Linked DNA regions of Sus scrofa: region 1 is linked to region 2. Evidence: chromatin contacts called from public HiChIP or PLAC-seq data. All regions are on one chromosome and are shown on one strand. Each heading gives the region's core, a stretch centred on a gene start, on an enhancer-like site or on the middle of the called end of the contact. The rest is flanking DNA. Distances are from core to core; before and after follow the strand shown. Region 1 overlaps TRPM7 (transient receptor potential cation channel subfamily M member 7). Region 2 overlaps SPPL2A (signal peptide peptidase-like 2A).

Region 1 (7,135 bases), core at 832-3,331, 73 kb after region 2:
TCATAGGGCTAATCAGTGGGAGAGTAGGTGTTGACTTGCCAAATTATAGAAACCTGGAGAAATATCTTGACATTCAGAGGCATGTAAATTATCGAGATCTCAGATGACAAGTGTTAAGTAAAAAGGTTAAGGAATTCTCATTGTGGTTCAGCAGAAGCAACTCTAACTAGCATCCATGAGGATCGAATCCCTCGCCTCTCTCAATGGGTTAAGGATCTGGCATTGCTATGAGCTGTGGTGTAGACTGCAGATGCGGGTTGGATCTGGTGATGCTGTGGCTGTGACATGGGCCAGCAGCTACAGCTCCAACTCAGCCCCTGTCCTGGGAACCTCCATATGTGGCAGGTGTGGCCCTAAAAAGACAACAACAACAAAAAAGTTGAGGTCATTAAAAAAAAATTACCTTTTTAAAAATCTAATGTTTTAAAAGTTAGACATTTCCTTTACTACCAAATTTCTATGTAATAACTTTAGGTTATTTATAATACTATTATACCATTATAAACATTGTGTTTTGACAAAGTGCAGAAATTTCTCTATTCTGAGGGTATTCTTAGTAGAGTGGAAAAGTCATTAAGCTAGCTAAATGGATTTCTGTTACGGGTAGAACTCACTAATAAAAACCGTAGAAACCTATCATGAATATATCAACAAAAGTATTATCAGGCTACTCAGGAATAGAGAATAGGTTGTTACTGTTTACTCACATATGAAGGCTTGAGTTTTATAATAAAGAATATCTTAATATTTTCTTTATATTTCTCTTTTTCAGATTAATTTTGGTGGCATCATTGGAAAATATATTGGTAGTTGTTAAATAAGATCTATGATTCATTTAATTAAGTAGATTCTGTTCCTTTTTGGAATATTTGATTAGGTAACAAGGAGCCAGGAATAAAGAATTTAAATTGTACTGTTTGACTACAAGTACATAATATTTTTAAATAAATTATATACTTTGAGTTCTTTGGTAATTTTTTATGATGGAATTCAGATGTATGAAAGTGTGGATATCATAATACAGCAGATATCCCTGTGTTTATCACTCAGCTTGAAAAATATTGCAAGTAAAATTTGATGTACCCCATTAAAATCCCATATCACTTTCACTTTTGCAGATGTAACTTTTATCCTAAATATACAAGTATCCAGTTGTTCCTTTGGATACTTTGGTAGTGTTTTTATATAAAGTATATATACTATGTAGTGGTCTTTTGGTATTTCTAAGTGTTATATATATGGAATTTTGTACATTTTTATATATCTTTTTTTCTTTTATTGAAGTATAGTTGATTTACAATACTATATTAGTTTCAGGTGTACAACATAGTGATTCAATATATTTACAGACTAAACTCCATTTAAAGTTCTTATAAAATATTGGCTGTATTCCCTGTGATGTACAGTATATCTTTATAGCTTTTTTCTTTTCTTTTTGTCTTTTTAGGGCCACATGTGTGGCATATGGAAATTCCCAGGCTATGGGTCGAGTTGGAGCTGTAGCCACCCACCTATGCCATAGCCACAGCAAAACCAAATCCAAGTCGAGTTTGTGACCTACACCACAGCTCACAGCAATACCAGATCCTTAATCCATTGAGCGAGCCCCGGGGTCAAACCCACGTCCTCATGGATACTAGTTGGGTTCCTTACCACTGAGCCGTGATGGGACCTCCCTTTTTTTCTTTTTAATGACCTTTATGTTTTGGAGATTAATTCATGTTGATAATATACAAGGTTTAGTGTGTCCTTTTCAGCTGCTAAATGTATTATTCCATTATAGGAATATGCTGTATGTTGTCTGTTTTACTGTTGTTGGGCATTTAGGTTGTTTCCAGCTTTTTTAAAATAATTATGTAATGTTCTTGTATGTATCACCTTATAAACATGTTTGTGAATTTTTCTAGGAAGTATAATATCTAGAAGTAGAAATGCTGGGTCATAGGGTAGGTACATCTTCAACACTATAGATATTGCCGAAGTGTTGACCAAAGTGATTGTGTTAATTTCCAATCCCTTTAGAACTATATGAGAGTTCCCCTTTTTTTCCTCCCAACATCTTTACCAACACATAATTGATGAGATTCTTTTATTTCGCCAGACTTGTGAATGTAGTTCCTCATTGTTTTAATTTGCCTGTCACTGGCCACTATTAATTTTGAGTGTCATTTCTGGTTACAAATTTTTGGCTATGGTTATCTCCTCTTTGGTGAATTGTTTTGCTCATTTTTCTAGTGGATTATCTTTTTTTAATTGTAGAAATTTTTTATGTATTCTGGATACTAATTTTTTGTGGGGGGGATTTATGAGCTACAAATATCTTTTTCAATCTCTAGCTTTTAAAATTTTTACTTTGTTAATGGTGGGCTGTTTACTTATTTTTTGGGTTGTTGATGTACATTGGTTTTTAATTTTAGTATAATTATCTGTTTTCTTATAGCATGGTTTTTTCTTATATTGAGGTCATAAGGTATTTATTTTTGATAGAAGTTTTAAAATTTTGCTTTTCTCCTTTGGACTTTAATTCATCAAGTATTCATTTTTGGATTCTAGTGTGATAGTTCACGTACATATAGTGTAGTTATTAATATTTTTTATAATTTATATTGCACTTTCCATCATACACCAAGTTTCCTTAAGTGCAAGTTTCTGTTTCTTTTTTTGTTTTTGTTTTTTTGGTCTTTTTGCCTTTTCTAGGGCCGCTCCTGCGGCATATGGAGGTTCCCAGGCTAGGGGTCTAATCTGCCTATGCCAGAGCCACAGCAAAGCAGGATCTGAGTCACGTCTGCAACCTTCACCACAGCTCACGGCAACCCACTGAGCAAGGCCAGGGATCGAACCCACAACCTCATGGTTCCTAGTCAGATTCGTTAACCACTGCGCTACAACGGGAGCTCCAGTTTCTGTTTCTAAGTGATTTATTTCATTGTTCTGTTTGTGTTCTGAGTATATTTGTTTTGATTTTTTAGCAATCTTAGGTATCTAGGTAAAATTTTTTAGTATATGAAATAAAAAAATTTTTTTTGCCAACATACTTTTTTCCTCCTAAAATGTTAAGTTTTTCTCCCTTTCATTTTAATAATTCTTTTGGTAAAATGAATTATTTCGGGTAAGACTTCACCTAGAATACCAGAGGGAAAAATTACTGCTGTTTGAGCTATATTGAGGTTGGCCACTTTTTAGACTCAATGTTTAGTCTTCAGTTATTTAATATCTTACACTCCATGATATAGCACGATGGCAGCTGTTTGTATTTCTCTTTATCAAACATTTTCTGTCCCTTAATTTCAAGGCAGTATTGGGCTGTTAAGCAGTCCGGGTAGCCGTCTTCATAAGATCAGCAGGAAAGCAAAACCAACAGAAGTAAGATTGGATGTAGTAGTTGGACTCTTGTTACTGTTTAGTTTTTTAATATATGAGACTTTACTCGCTGTTCATCATTCCACAGAAGCTTTTCAAGTATCTTTAAAACTTGTTGAGAAGATCACATCTGAATTATCAATAATATCTATTTATTAATTTGTTAAGTAGTTGACAGCCAATTAAGAGTGAGAGCAAAACTTCTAGAGTAAGGGCCTGTAAGAATGCCAGGAAGCAAATGAATTAGAATGAATTAGACTCTTGATAGAGAAAGTCAGAGATGTTTTCAGCATTTAGCTTTGTACTAGCCTTAATTTTTCTCCTCCTCCTCTTCTTCTTTTTTTTTTTTTTTTTTTAACTTTTGTCTTTTTAGGGCCACACCTGCAGCACATGGAAGATCCCAGGCTAGGGGTCAAATTGGAGCTGCAGCCTGCGCTACAGCCACAGCAACGGCAGATCTGAGATGCGTCTGTGATCTACACCACAGCTCATTGCAACACTGGATCCTTAACCCACTGAGCGGGGCCAGGGATCAAACCTATATCTTCATGGATACTAGTCAGGTTCGTTACTGCTGATCCACAATAGGAACTTCTAGCCTTAATTTTTCTTTGTCATTGTGCCATTTGCTGGCAGGCACTATGACAAAATTATTATGTATCTTGAAATTTCTGGATCTGTAGTGTCATTTAACTTTTTAAAGCAATTGCATTTTATTAGTAAGCAAACCCCTTTTTAATTTAATTGTCTTTTGAGTATGGCTCACATTTTCCTCTTACATCTAGCTAGTAGTTTTGGATTGTGTAGTAGACATAATGTAGTCTTGTAGAGGCTCTAAGTTCTGTTATAGTCCTTTTAGGACTATTAATTTTTTTTAAAAGTGGTTGTTATGGACTGAATGTGTGTGTATTCTCAGAATTCATTGTTGATGATATTTAGAGATGGGCTTTGGGGAGGTAGAGTTAGATGAGGTCATGAAGGTCCTTACATAAAGGGTCCTTATATGAAGAGATGCTAGAGAGCTTGCCACTCTCCCCACTGTGTGAGGACACAGTGAGAAGACAGCTGTCTGCAACCCAAGGAGAGGGCTCTAACCAGACACAAACCTTACTGGCAACTTGATCTTCAATACCAGTCTCTAGAACTGTGAGAAAATGAATTTTTTATTCTGTTTTATAGGTAAGGAAGCAGAAGTTCAAAAACTTGGCTTAAGGTTACATCAGTAGTATAAACAACAAAGATAGAATTCTATCGGGTTACTCTGATTCCAGAATGTGTGCTCTTTAACCACTGAAGATCATTCAGTGATCTTTAAGTTTCCTTTTGCTTTCTGTGGCTATAGTTTTTACTTTACTTGAAACATTTGAGAATCTTCAGATTTGTGTTTATAGTGTGCCACCTCTTGGTAAAATTAAGTAATGCAGTCTAGCTAAAGAAGTACAAAGTAAGGAATTTATATATTATTTATAATCCAGGGCAAATATAATTGGATAACTGATGGCAGAGCAGAAATTCAAAATTTGAAAAACAGCAGAAACCTATCATTGGGAAGGATTTGCAATTATCAGCCAAGATATATGACTATCAAGTGTAGGAAGCCAATCCCTAATATAACAAATGAAGGCGCTAAACAACAAAAATGCTGTATATGGGGAGAATATAGTTACATTTGGTGTTTATACAACAGAATGAGAGGCATTAAGCCATTGAAATAAATAAACTTGGTGAATAAGATAGGGGAAGCTGTAGGGGACAGTCTTAAAACATACTGTATGTTTTAAAATATACTGTATGTATATTGCCATTATTTCAGGAGGTTATTTGCATATGTAAGTGTCTAGTTCTAGAATCTGATTTTGGTAGACTTCATTACCATAGCATGGGTTGTTTTCTTTCTTTTTGTTTTAGAGCCACACCCACCGTATATATAAGTTCCCAGGCTAGGGGTTGAATCGGAGCTGTACTGCTGGCCTGTTCCACCTCTATGGCAGTGCTGAATCTGAGCTGCATCTGCAACCTGCAGCTGCAGCTTGTGGCAATGCCAGATCCTTAACCCATTGAGCAAGGCCAGGGATCAAACCTGCATCCTCATGGATACTAGTCAGGTTCTTAACCCACTGAGCCATAACGGGAACTCCTGCCTGCCATTTGTTTTCAAATAAACTCACAAGGAGAAATTCCAAACAAATCTTTGTCTCCCTTTAACAAGCAGTAATTAAAAGTAGAGCAGTAAGTATAATCACTAATCTTTTTTTTAATAAACCAGTTCTAATTTTTCTAGAAGAGAGAAGCAACCCTTTAAATGATAAATCATAGTATTAATTTTACTTCCACCTCTAAATCCTGCATTTTTATTTATTTTTAGTTTAATTTAGTCTAGTCTATTCTAAAAGGGCCCTAAAAGGGCCACACCCATGGCACATGGAGGTTCCCAAGCTAGGGGGTCGAATCGGAGCTGTAGCCGCTGGCCTGTGCCACATCCACAGCCATAGCCATGTAAGAGCCAAGCCACGTCTGTGACCTGCAACACAGCCCATGGCAGTGCTGGATCCTTAACCGACTGAACAAGGCCAGGCATCGAACCTGTGACCTCATGGATGCTAGTCAGATTGATTTCTGCTGAGCCATGACAAGAACTCCAAAATCCTGCATTTTTAAATAGTAGCATAATGAAAATTTCATGAGTTTAAAGCAGTTTAAGTTAGTTTTGGTACAAATTCAACCTCACATCATTATGTGTCAGTGCCTGCCAAATGTTTTTTTTTTTTTTTTTTCCCAAGTTGTAAGCAGCAGTCATGTGAATAAATGTCTTTGGTTCAGATGCTTTGCCTACCTTTAGTGTACTATGGTGGTGGCATGGGAGAAGAGGCCAGGAAAGCAATAATATACCAGCAGTCTAACTGACATGGCCAGATCTTTTGGTTCTTAGGACAGTGCTCTCAGTGTGATCCTGGGAATGGTTCCATTGCTCTATAATTGTGTAAGGGGTGTGTGTGGAGATTGCGTTATTAAATAGCGTAAGCCTCATTCAGGAGGTAACTTTGGCTCAAAGACCTGAAGGAGGTGATAGAATGAAAGTAGTGAAGCAGATGCAGAGGTGCAGAGCAGTAGAACCTTAGAAGTTACTGTAAGGACTTTGGCTTTTATAAAACTCTTTTGAGTAAATATAATGACATATTTTAAAAGAATTACTTCGTCTCTTGAGGAATAAACTGCAAGTTTGCAAGGGTGGCATGACCGATTTCTGGAGTAAACCAGGCAAGAGGTGATGATGGCTTGAATCAGGGTAGTAGCAGTGGAAGTGTGAGAAGCGAGTGGATTCTAGATGTGTTTTGGAGGCAAGCTGACAGGTTTTGTCATGGGATTATATATGAAGTATATTAAAAGAGGAAATCAAAAATAACACTAAGATTTTTTGCCTTAAAAAAATACAACTAGAAAATAGACTTAATATTTACTGAGCTGGGGAAGACTGAGAAAGATGAGCTCAGTTTTGTCCAGGTTAAGTTTGAGATGCCTATTAGACATCAAAATGAAGCTGTTGAGTAGGCAGTTGGATATGTGTGAGCTTGGAGTTCAGGGAAAGGTTTGACATGGAAATATATAGAGTCATCCAGTGTATTGATGGTAAACTGGGTGTGAGCACTAAAAGAGTGAATTTAATTGGAGAAAAGAAGTCCAAAGATTAGGGAGAGGAGGAAAAACTAAAAGAGATAAAAGGAGTAGCCAGTGAAGGGATAAAAGGAGTAGCCAAAGATTAGGGAGAGGAGGAAAA
Region 2 (6,771 bases), core at 3,908-6,407:
TCACAGACTGCAGAGAATCGAATGAATGAATGGTTACCTTGTCTCTTCTCCACACCCTAGTACCTCTTAGCCTGTACATTTTGTGTCCCCAGATTCTCCAAGTGTAAGGAATAACCTGGCTCTACTTTCCCCATGGCCCACAGACTCCTCTGATTCTCTGTAAATCCCTGTTTGATGCCATTGCTCCCACTGAACCACTAGTTATGTAATTAAGATTACACTGCAGGAGTTCCCATCGTGGCGCAGTGGAAATGAATTTGAATAGGAACTGTGAGGTTTCAGGTTAGATTCCTGGCCTAACTCAGTGGGTTAAGGATCTGGTATTACTGTGAGCTGTGGTGTAGGTCACAGGTGTGGCTCAGATCCTGTGTTGCTGTGTCTGTGGTGTAGGCCTGCAGCTATAGCTCCAATTGGACCCTTAGCCTGGGAACCTCCAAATGCCATGGGTGTGGCCCTAAAAACAAGCAAAAAAGAAAAAAAAGATTGCACTTCATCTCTGTAGGTCTGGGTCTAGTCACTTTCAGTGCATCATTTCCATAAACCTTGAATACTGGAAGTAAGAGTTTAAAGAATATACATTGTCTTGATTATATAACTTGTTAGGGAGGAAAGAGAAAATATATAATAGTGAAGATTGAATCAGAAAGTTATTCAAGGCCTGACCTTGGAACGTGGGGGATCTGTTGGCCAGAACATGAATGTCGACTATGCCAGCGTACTGCAGGTACAGAGTGACTCTCGCCTCTTAAGCAAATTTCTAGGAGGACCCCAGTAATGTTGGGAAGTCTGATTGTTTTAGATCAATCAAGATAGGAGCATGGCGTTTTGCCAGTCCTGGTGGGTTTCCTTCAGCCCAAACCAATGGGTATTTAGTCTCTAGTTCTGGGAGTATGGTCACCATTTCTGAAGGGGAAGAGTACAAGCACCATTCCTCTTCCCTTTTTACAGCAAGAGCCATGATTAAAGGAAAGGGGGGTTCTGTCGATTTAAGTTGGGCCTGTCAGTAGAAAAGGAAATTTGTGCCCCCATTTTAGCCAGCAGGTCTCTTCCCATCAGGGGGACTGGGCAGTCAGGCAGGTAAAGAAATTCATGTTCATGGCTTCGTGGCTTCCTAACCGACATCGTTGAGGACCGCAGAAGGGTCTATGAGTTTGGTTACCTGTGGCCCCAATGATGGTGGTTTCTTTCCCCGAGAGGGGAGCCGCAGGTTGTGTAACCACAGAAAGTTCTGCACCTGTGTCAACCATAAAGTCTATGGGGTGGCCCCCTACTTGAATTCTGACCATAGGCTCTCGGGGGCCCAGTTGGAGAGAGCCTGGTCCCCCCTAATCAGAGTCAGCTAGGCCAATCAGGTTGGTGCTGAATGGCTCAGATCAGTACCAGCTAGGTGGGGCCTTGGTCTTTTTCTCAGGACAGTTGGGGCATTCATTTTTCCAATGTGCCTTTTCTTTGCAGTAAGCGCATTGGTCATGTTCCAGGGAACTCCTTCTCCCTGGCCTTGGGCCTTGTCCCCTACAGGGTGGCCCCACTGGGGGCACCGGTTTTGACAGGGCAGCCGCCAGAAGAGTTACTTTTTGTTTCATTCTCTTTTCTGCATCATGGCGGGCCACCTGGTCTCAGTTAATAAAAACCTTGTTGGCTATTTCCAACAGTTTAGTGGCATTCTCTCCTGCAAATCCTTCTAATTTCTGTAGCTTTTTATGGATATCTGATTGGGCTTGTCCCACAAAGGCAGCATTTATCATCCATTGGTCCTCAGGGGCCTTGGAATCAAAAGGGGTGTAGATTCAGAAAGCCTCACATAGTCTCTCATAGAATTTGGCTGGGCTTTCATTCGGCTCTTGTAGTATCTCACTGATCTTAGCTATATTAGTAGGCCTTTTAGCCCCAGCTTTTGCCCCCTGTAGGAAGGCCTGCTGGTACCTCTCTAGGTTAGGTTTCCCTTCTTCAGTGTCATAGTCCCAGTGGGGGTTTTCTTCTGGGAAGGCTTTCCTTACCCAGTTTGCCAAGTTTGCTCAACCGCCCGCATTGGCCTGAAGCCATTTTTGGGCTTCTGTTACAATTCGCCAGCACTCTTCAGTGTCAAATAGAGTAAAGAGGAGTTGCCGGCAGTCTATCCAGGTGGGACAGTGTGTCTGGAAGATGAATTCTAAGAGATCAATCAGTTCCTGAGGCTTTTCAGAATATGAGGGAGTATGGTGTTTCCAGTTGAGGAGATCAGCAGTGGAAAAGGGCTGGTAATAATAAAACCATTCCCCCTCTTGTATGGTCCCATCGGGGGTGACTTGCTGTGGTCCCCGTGTCTCCCATAAGGGCATTTGCAATGCTGGAGTGGCTGCTCCCTGAGCTGACCAGAGACGCCTGCTCATAGGTTCTGGAGAATCCAGCTGCAGGGGTGGTATCGCCTTAGGAACTTCAGAAGCAGAAGGAGGAGGAGAAGCAGAAGGCAGTGGACTATCTGGCATCTGGGGACCTTTGGCTCCCAGAGGTGGGGCAGGCAGCACATAAGGTGGTGGCATATAGGGGACGAGTCCTCAGGTTCCCCTTGATAAATAGGTGGCACCTTTTTTTGAGACAAGGTTTTCTTCTTGGACTGGGGTACTAGACCCTACACTGTCCCTGGTCTGTGGTGTAGAACCGAACCCATGGGGGCCTCAAATTTCCAACCATTGATCAATGTACGGAAATTGGTCTGGGTGTCCAGGGTCTCCTGTTATAACATTATATGCTGCTGCAACTGTGAACACATCTAAGGTCCCTTCCAGAGGCCAGCCAACACCAAAGGAGGGCCACTCTAGGGTACAGAGGGTACACAGTTTTCCAGGACTCAGTTTAACACCATAATCTCTAGAAAATCCTTTCTTAAAATTCTTAACCATACACTCTAAGACAGTGGGCTTGGAAGCTGATTTACCCATTGTGTGAAGTCCCACCCTGAACTGGTGACGCAAGACAGACAGTGAGGACAAGGCCTCAGATAACAATCGCTTCATCTGCCTGACCACTCCCCCGGAGGAGATATTTCAGGCTCCTCTTAGCATAGGTGGGACTGTATAAACCCCAACGTCAGGATCCCCCCGAAGAGAGCCACCATAAGCGTATGAGGGTCGCCGCAGAACTACAGGTTAGGACTCACTCTTGCTCCATAGTCCAAAGACGGTGGAGCATGGGCTCTCGTTCTCTCCAGTCTCTCTCTCTCTCTCTCTCTCTCTCTCTCTCTCTCTCTCTCTCTCTCTCTCTCTCTCTCTCTCTCTCTCTCTCTCTCACACACACACACACACACACACACACACCCCAGAATTAACAAGCCTCCCAATCCCAAGGGAGCAAACCCTGGCCTGAGTGACCCTTTGGTCTCTGAGAGGTTATCAGTCTCTCCTTCCGCCGTATGGCGGGTCCTGACTCAGGCAGATGTCCCCGAGGCACTCACCAGTCCGACGTCCTGTCCAGGAACCTGTTTCCACTCTCCTTCTGAGTCCGTTCGGGAAGCAGTGTGGGCCAAGGCCAGCATGGCCCGAGTGAGGGTCTGGATCTGGCAAAATGGCTGGTGCACGCTATCCACCTGTCACTGGGCTGGCGACCATGGCCTCCCCCGATTCCCCGACAACGGTAGCACAAGAGGCCATCTCGGTTGTCAGCTTCCCGGCCAACACACCAAAAATGTTGCAGAAACTGCAAAAACCGTGGCAGTGGAAGGAGACAAACAGCACTTGGAGATATGGAAAAGCAAGGTTTATTCAGCACCAGTGCGGGCTCAGAGGAGTCACCTCCAGAGTCTGAGCACCAGGACTTTGTTCTCAGTAACTTTTATACACTACAAGGTCTTGATTTTCCCATGTAAGCATCCTGGACCTCCTCCCCATCCCCAAGCAGACAGTATTCCTCCCTAAGAAACTGAGCAAGCAAGGTTACAGAAGCAGAATTGATAAGCAATGTTGGGTACATGATTAGCAGGGCTGCTGGCTTGGGCATAGGGCACACAGTTGTTACATTATTACAAGAAGGGTGGTATAGTGATAAGCATAGCTGGAAAGGCTTTCAGCTGCCTTCTTAGCCAAGGGGGGGTTGCTCTTTAAAACTCTATTTCATGATGAGTTTCACTGCTATTCATGATGAAGTCTATAACCATGTACTCTATAGACCACAAATCAGAGCATCACTTGGAAACATGTTAGAAACGCATAATCACAGGCCCCTCCTTAGGCCTGCTGGATCAGAATCTGATTTTAAGAAAACATTAAATTCGAAAAGCACATGTCTATAATAAAGTGTAAGAAATTGCTGCCCAGGGAGTTCCCTGGTGCTCTAAAAGTTAAAGGATGCAGCTTTGTCAGCTTTGTGGCTCAGGTTATTATTGTGGCACAGATTCAATCCCTGACCTGGGAACTTCTGCATTCCACAGGCACGGCCAAAAAAAGAAAGAAATTGCTGCCCAGATTACTGAGCATAATCTCTAGGAAAAAAGAAGAACCATGCTTGACTAATCTGTTAAGTCTCCTTTTTTTTTTTTTCTTTTTTTTTTCTTTTTTTTCTTTTTAGGGCCATACCCATGGCATATGGAAATTCCCAGGTTAGGGGTTGAATTGGATTTGCAACTGCTGGCCTATGCCACAGCCACAGCAATGTCAGATCTGAGCTGTGGCTGTGACCTACACCAAGCTTATGGCAATGCTGGATCCTTAACCCACTGAGCAAGGCCAGGGATTGAACCCACATCCTCATGGGTTCTAGTCAGGTTTGTTACCACTGAGCCACAACGGAAACTCCTGTTAAGGCTTTTGAAGGGAGTTAAATATATGCATGGGTAATGGTTAACATTGTATTATTCAGGGCTAGATCTTGATCAGGTGAAAATGGGCCAAGATACAGAGACCTGGCAGACCAAGAGGATGGCATGGTTTAGGGTAGGGGATAGTACGTTAGATAAATTTTTTAGAGAGAATTATTATTTTCAAAAAGAGCATGTAAAGACTGAAATTTGGGAAGCAGATCCAATGCTGGTACATAATTTTTGATAGAGAAAGAAGGGTAGAAGACAAACAAAATCCGTGAAACAAGATTAAAGAAGAATCCTTGAACTGTTCTTGGACAGGAGTAGAAAGTAGAAAGGCCTGTTTCCTAGGTTAATATTGGGCTGGTGAGTCAGCATCAGGAGGCCATTTGAACAGAGGCCAAGTATACAAATGCCGTGCTTGGAACTACCAAGGGACTGTAGTACAAAGCATGGATGTAGCCTCAAGAGACAGGGATGTGAAAGTCAGTTCTCAGTGAAGGTACATTGATGAAATAAAATAAAGCTCTTTACATATGTTCCTTTAACATCTGATTGGTCTGGGGAAATGGGGAGATAGTACACTTGCAAGGATGTGACTATAGTGTATTCCATTACGGTTTTAATTTGGGGGGGGAGATTTTCAAATAGTCACTTGATACTTGTTATACCAAAAGGTATTTAGGAGAAAAATTATCGTAAGAACAGGCAGATGTAACGTCAAGATTTTGAAAGATGATAATGGAATATGACTGAAGTCAAGAGATCTGGATAAAGTAAATAGAAGATGTTTGCTAACATCAGGCACCCCATGATGTTTTATGTGAGGTAAATTTGAATCAGAAAAATAGGAAGTACTACTTCACACTGTGGTCTAGTAAACTCACTTCCCTTGCATGTAGGGATCAAGTAAAATGCGGAATATAAAGGTATGGTTGTGAGATTATTGATGTGATGGCCATGAAGAGCACTTGATTCCACCACCAGTGGTTGTAGGAACTGTTGTTAAGTGAGGATTTGGAGTAAGAAGTATGGAGCACTTGTCATAGAGAAAGGAATTCCATGAAGCTCTAGAATCCTTGAAGTGGGGGTATTTGGAAGGATATGAGGAAAGACTTAAAGTCTGGGATGTTTAGGATGTGGGAGGAACTAATTGGGTATTACAGGAAGTTGAATGGTGGTAGGAGACCATGTCCAGCGTCATGGCAGAGAAGGAGTTAACAGCTCATGCAGAGATATACGTGACCAATATCAGCACTGGAGAGTAATGATCAGGTACTGAGAGGTGCCTAGGGAATCTAGCTACATGAAAGAACTTGAAGGATAAGAGTTGAAAGATTGTTGGTCTGGGTTTTAGGGAGTTCATTTCTAGCCTGCCCCTGAGACCACTTCATTTTGATAATTTGGGAACTCTTTGAGCTAGGGAATGAAGGGACTAGGTTATATTATCCTTAAATCTCTGACTTCTTGATACTTAACTTTTTTTTCTCCCATCCCACAGCATATGGAAGTTCCTGGGCCAGGGATCCAGGTCACTGCAGTGACAACACTGAATCCTTAACCCTCTACTCCCAAGGGAATTCCACTGAGCTTTTTAATAAAAGAATATTTTTATTATAGGTTGAAATATAAACATTTTTTAAACATATTTTTCTAAGATTGAGTAAAATCAAAGAAGACCAGACCACAGTTGATCACAAAGGGAAATTCAGATGTTTTGAAATGTGTCTCTTAACTTGGAAGATGTGAAGGGAGGTATCCTGTCCCTCCACCATAGAGTCTTTGTCAGATGATCTAATACTAACACAGGTAGACCACAAGTCATCTCATTTGATACTTGGGGGTTTTTTGTTGTTTTTTTGTTTGTTTGTTTGTTTGTCTTTTGTCTTTTTAGGGCCATACCTATGGCATATGGAGGTTCCCAGGCTAGGGGTCTAATTGGAGCTGTTGCTGCAGGCCTATGCCACAGCCACAGCAATGCCAGATCCAAGCTGCATCTT

What was found. HiChIP or PLAC-seq counts read pairs in DNA pulled down with a chosen protein or histone mark.
Region 1: a contact with region 2 is called in an H3K27ac HiChIP or PLAC-seq map of alveolar macrophages. The contact joins two enhancer-like sites. A contact is called at or near these places in 2 of 47 Hi-C or Micro-C datasets (fetal heart ventricle and heart right ventricle) and 1 of 2 datasets of contacts at active chromatin or transcription factors (alveolar macrophages).

The regions. Positions count from the first base shown.
Region 1 is chr1:121,151,455-121,158,589 of Sscrofa11.1, forward strand. The region is part of intron 1 of TRPM7 (transient receptor potential cation channel subfamily M member 7); the gene reads left to right. Among named protein-coding and RNA genes, the nearest start is that of TRPM7, 8.9 kb to the left of the region's middle. Within about 2 kb of position 2,082, at least 2 of the 83 cell types and tissues checked have an H3K27ac peak or open chromatin away from gene starts, as enhancers often do. A contact at or near this core is called in alveolar macrophages, where this site is marked.
Region 2 is chr1:121,075,189-121,081,959 of Sscrofa11.1, forward strand. All of the region lies in intron 1 of SPPL2A (signal peptide peptidase-like 2A), which reads left to right. Among named protein-coding and RNA genes, the nearest start is that of SPPL2A, 11 kb to the left of the region's middle. Within about 2 kb of position 5,158, at least 11 of the 83 cell types and tissues checked have an H3K27ac peak or open chromatin away from gene starts, as enhancers often do. A contact at or near this core is called in alveolar macrophages, where this site is marked.